Linked DNA regions of Salmo salar: region 1 is linked to region 2. The links are chromatin contacts, called in public Hi-C maps. All regions are on one chromosome and are shown on one strand. Each heading gives the region's core, a stretch centred on a gene start, on an enhancer-like site or on the middle of the called end of the contact. The rest is flanking DNA. Distances are from core to core; before and after follow the strand shown.

Region 1 (2,700 bases), core at 17-2,516, 59 kb before region 2:
CCTACACATGCGCAGTTCGGCGCGAGAAGATCTAGAGACCGATGACATGTTTCTGGCATGAGCTTAGCTAACCAACTCGCCATGACATCACCTACAAGCTTGATCAGGGATTTATTTTGGAAAAGCAATTTCTAGGCATCTTCATACTTTACAATCTTTGCTAGTAGGCTATATTCGAACATTTGGGGGCACAGAAAGAAAGGAAAAGGAATAGCTTCTTCAGAAGATCAATGATCATAGCAATTAATGAATGTCTGATCTCTTGCATGTCATCACACACGTGATGTTCTTAAAGAGGCAGTTTAAATAATGCTTTTACACAATGGAGAAACCTAATATGCCCAACAACAGGCATATTTACATCCTCAGTAAAATATATTACAAATCTGTGACTCAGTTGTGATGCACAATACTTAAACTGATACATTTTGGGGAGACTGACTCATTATTTTGATATGTTTTAATGCTGGCAGTAGCCTTTCACACAATGGTCAGTTTGGCTATTTGTATAATTCAATTAGCTACCGTGAAATGTATTTGTCCAGCCCCTCACCTCCCTAGAACTGCTCAGTAAATTAAGTCAACGTTGGAGTGCAGCGAAAATGGCCTTGAGACTTTGGTCAATCCAGTAGAGCCCTTTTGAATGTATGATCTGAGAAATGTAAACCATCAGCTGACAGTGAAATGTAGTACACAAAGCTCATGTACTCTCCCAGTTAGTGAGCACAATCCATTTGTTTCTCTTTCAGGGACTGGACATTTAAGAAGTCTGTATAGGTCTGAGTGAGTGGCCTCTCAAAATAAAGCTTGCTATGGCCTACCCAGTTTTCTTAGACATGTTCTCTTCTGAATCGTAGTTATTCATTGCGAAACCTAGATATTTATTTGTATTGATTATGATGATACATGTCTTACGTATGTTACCCATAGAAGTCTCCTTTTTTCCCAGTCAGAATTGTAATGCTGAGAGCTCTCTAATGGGTACATTATTCAGTTCAGTCCATTCATTGTAACCTGGTAGAAAAAAGAGACATCTATAAAGTAAATACTTTTTGTATCATGGTCAGACAAAATTGCCATTTTGAACATTTATATTCAAGCAAGTACGAAGGCCTTAAACTGAGGGCTTCAGTTAGTCTGTTTTTCATATCTCAATCTCTTACATGTTTCTGAGGTCAGTAAACAAGAAGAGTGTGCGTTCCCCTTTAAGAAGCCCCTACCATTCCATAGCGGAGGGAGTAAGAATACATTCTCGAACAGCGGTTAAGAGGGGAAAAAAAATCCACCAGCGGTCTGTTTCAAGTCCCCCCAATAGAAACTGTGCCTGATTTGTGGCCAATGTTGGAGATGTAAAAAAAAAAAAAAAAAAGGAGGGGGGAGGAAAAACACTAAAGGGGTAGCTATGGAGATAGAACGTTTTCCTGGCTGCTTTCTTTGACAGGTGTTGAGAGGGGTAAAAGTCTTAAAACAGAATCCAGCATGTACGCCAAAGGTAAAGGAGCTGTCGTCCCTTCCGATAGTCAAGCGAGAGAAAAGTAAGTGAATTATGCACCATTTAAGAGTTTTACATGGTTAAAAGGAAGTTCCAACTTTCTAAACTATAGCTACCATAATTTAAAGGTGTGTACAGTACTCGCTCGCTCTCCTGAGTGTTGTTTACCCCTGCCGTGGTACGTCTCTTTAACTTTTTTTCTTGTTAGTTGCACTTTCTCGTTCTTTTAGATGATATTTATTACAAAATTCTCGCACGTTGTGAACGCAACGCACGGAAGAGTTGTTCGTCTTTTGTAGTTATGTTTCATTTGGGGTTACAAATGTGTCGCTTTCTGGAATTTAAAGATACAATGTAGCGCGCATGCAGCGATTGCATGAAGTTACAGTATTGCTACTGCGAAAAAAGATTTTCTCTTGAGGTTCTGTTTTAAAATATGGAATACGTCTAATGTCTTTCTAGATGGAGTTGCATGGACGCTGACTCTCACATTGTTTGAATGTGTAAAGTTTTGAGACGTGTTACGAGGGACTTTTCAAAATGCAATCGACCCGTACAGAAGGTCTACTAGATATCTTCTAGACGTCTATGCTACATGTTTTCTTGCCATATTCGTGTTTATTAAGGACTTGTACAGGACATCCCACTTGAGCAAATGACGAGGACTTTGTCTTGTCTGTTAAATTAAACTTTACTTATACCAACATCAGCAGACTAAACTCCACTCCATGGTAAAGGAAGTTTATACATACGTAAACTTTTTTTAAGCATGGTATAAGCAATGTATCATCTATGTTGGAGTGTTACTGTAACATTTTTAGACTATATCGAACTGATACATGTTTTAAAAACCTAGGACTAACAATGATCTCAATCCTTTTGATGAAATATTGTCTCATTATGATGCTTTGAATAATAATAACTGCTATATCAGAGTTCAAACGACTCTTTTATCCTCTTTAGGGGTAAGCAGAGAAACTGCCACAACTTTTAAAATGTCAGATGAACGGTTTTGATCATAAATGGAGACTCAGATTTAAACCAGTGCTTTACATGAAGGCTACATCTTATGTACTTTTTTGCTTTTTATGCTACACAAACTATTGTGTAGGGATTCTGATAAGAGTAGCACCGCTTCCTTCATGGAACAGCATGATTCCAAGAAGGTTGTGATATGAGAAACACTTTGTTACATATTTACCCTTCAC
Region 2 (2,828 bases), core at 41-2,540:
ACTTTGATTTGATAGATATGAATACCTACCTCAGTTTTTAAATAGTCCATTAGATTTGTACACATCAGTATAAAAAAATTGTTGTCTGTCTTGTCCGAATCATTCCAATTCCACATCAGTCAAACATGTTTTTTAATTTTTGTTTTTCCAAATAATTTATAATGACTTGAATCAAGGTTGGAGCTATTTATTTTGGACATTTAGGTGGTAACAACAATGACCAACAGTAGAACATTGGTTCCTATAGAGAGGTCTGTCTTAATAGCTGCATCAGGTGGCTTTAAATGTTCATAGCAGAGCCTCGTATCCAGGGATGTGTTGGACGGCTGCCTTTCTCCGAATAACTAAATGACTTGAACCATATTTTTCCATTTTAAAGATCTAACTAGCTTATTGTACAGTGGCGCAACACAATGCTGGCTAAACGGTGGCTGTGCCCCAGCCTCTTCAGCCTTTCATGTGCCTCATATCACTCCCTCTTTCATCAGCGCACCCTGCTGTGCCATTTCAGTGGAGGGGTCCGGTCGCCAAACGGGATTAGCTTCCAACTGGTACTTGTTCTGATTTGATGAAAAGGGGCTTAACTAACCTCCAGCCTCAGAAGCTCCTGTGGGAGTAATGTGCCTCTTCAATTGTTTACCTTGAAATTAATGCCTCGGAAAGGCCTCGCCAAGGAGAGTCAAGTGTACACAATATGCGTTACGCTCACTTCATTTAGAGAACGTTAGGTTATTATTTCTTAGCCTATTGCAAAAGGTAGAGTATAGTACTAACGCAGAGAGGGTGGTGACTAGGTTGAGTCCTATGGGGAGGGGGAGCATGGCTCGCCCCAATGCCGCCACCTGCTCTCTGGCAATGGTGTCCACACTGATGGCCAGATCATTGGGTATCTGTTGTTGAAATGTTGACACTGGTGCTATCGTCTGCTCTGTGTTCCTCATATGCTCTTACTATGTGACGATGGCAGCAATACTGTAGCAGTGGATGATTAACAAGCAGTGTGAATTTTGGGAAATAATGTTCCCAGGTTTCACTGTATGTTGGAGCCCTGTTCCCTGTCACCTGTGCAATAATATCACCATTACCGTAGTTTACAATAATAGAGAAACCAGGAGAATGGCCAAGCAGCTATTAGTTCATATCTGGCTTGGCTAGATGTTCTATGAAGGCTTTGGCATGGTTAGGCTATGGTGCTGCTGCCATATGTTAGTGCCGTGTGTGTGTGTGTGTGTGTGTGTGTGTGTGTGTGTGTGTGTGTGTGTGTGTGTGTGTGTTGTATTCCTTTTCATGATGCTGTGTCTGTGATGTTCCGTAGTGCCAGTCTATGGGTGAGGAGGACTGATGGAGCCCTGGCCCTGTCGTTGACACTGCCCCACTGAGCAGCCTGTCGTCATGCCACGGATCAGCGGCTGGGGACCTTATTTTAGGCAACACCAGGTGCAGGGTGTTTCTGGCTTGTTACATGATCCGGAGCGAATCTGCAGGGGGGGTCCATGTGTGACCCTCAAAGAGGGTTGAATAAATGGGGGACTGGCCCTGTGACTGGGTCAGCCCTGTCTGCTGGAGTTGAGGAAAGGTCAGAGATTGGGTGGAGGTTCCAGGAATAGGGGTGTGAGATGCCTGGGTGTCTGCAGGCCATGTGAGCCCCGCAGCGGGGAGGCCTACCCGACCTGGCCCACACACCGCCCTCACCACCCCCTGTGCTCCGCCATCCCCAACCCCACATAAGCAGAACAATAGCTGGTCAAAGTAGGGCAGTTTTATCCCTCCTTCTCCTCCCCCTCTCAGTCCCTCACGTCTATCTCTAGCCCTGTTTTTCTCTCTGTCTGGCCTCATCTCTTTTCTCTCTCTCTCTCTCTCATAAACACGATGCTTTCTCGATCTGGGATGCCTCAGGGACAGAGCACAGACAGGACCTGTCACCATGACAACGGCTTCTGTGAGCTGCCTGACACCCAGACTCTATTGGCTGAGGGGTGTTGGGGCAGGAGGAGGAGGGAGAAGGAGAAGAGCGGAGGCAGACGACCCTATTTCTCCTCCAGGGACTCTGCGGCCTGCTCATGTTCACATGCAAAATTAGCATAGAGAGAGAGGGAGAGGGAGGGAGGAGGAGGGAGAACAGGAGGCAGCCTGGGCACTGTGTGTTAAAGGGTATGGGGGAACATTTTGAGGGATCTCCCCTGGGTCCTAGTGCCTGTTCTTGGCCAGACTGAACCCCAGAAGCCTGCAGTGTCATTTTAAAAATCATGATATGTTGTAATTTCATGTAGGCATAGTGAATCATACATCAGTTTCACTGAACTATAAAATGGTACTCTTAGTGCCTTGTATGCGCAAACTGTTCTGTGTGTGTGTGTGCACGCTTGTGCGTCCACCGCCGTGTGTGTTTGTTCACTAACTGACCCCCATCGACTGTAAAACAAGTGGTCTCCACAGCATTAGTTGGCCTGTGTGTGTTTCAACAACAATGGCTTGTTAATGAGGAGTGTTCTCTTCTCTTAGCAGAATTTGTACTTCAATACCGATACCAGGTTTAGTATCAAAATACTTGTTACCATCACGATATGCGATACCAAAACGATACGCGATACCAAAACGATACGCGATACCAAACGATACTGCGCACTTGGTTCAGACAGATATACTCAGCTACTGCTGTTCAATTGTTGGCCATCGTTTGAGTTCAATATCATTTTACGTTTGAAATTTGTTTGTAAATATTTGAGACATCTATGTATGTATTAATGAATCAATTATACCATCATATCAATTTGACTTTGTTTTTACCAATCTAACTACATAACAACATAATGATAATCATTTATTTG

What was found. Hi-C and Micro-C count contacts between places; a contact is called where the count stands out from the background.
Region 1: a Hi-C map of muscle shows a contact between it and region 2, with 2.4 times the contacts expected there. The contact joins the promoter of LOC106613785 here to the enhancer-like site in region 2. A contact is called at or near these places in 3 of 3 Hi-C or Micro-C datasets (blood, gill and muscle).

Annotation. Positions count from the first base shown.
Region 1 is chrssa10:22,508,304-22,511,003 of Ssal_v3.1, reverse strand. LOC106613785 (single stranded DNA binding protein 4) reads left to right here and starts at 1,266. Exons shown (of 18, transcript XM_045687512.1): 1 at 1,266-1,535. The coding sequence starts at 1,480.
Region 2 is chrssa10:22,449,178-22,452,005 of Ssal_v3.1, reverse strand. The region is part of intron 4 of LOC106613785 (single stranded DNA binding protein 4); the gene reads left to right. Among protein-coding and RNA genes, the nearest start is that of LOC106613785, 59 kb to the left of the region's middle. Within about 2 kb of position 1,290, at least 7 of the 13 cell types and tissues checked have an H3K27ac peak or open chromatin away from gene starts, as enhancers often do. A contact at or near this core is called in muscle, where this site is marked.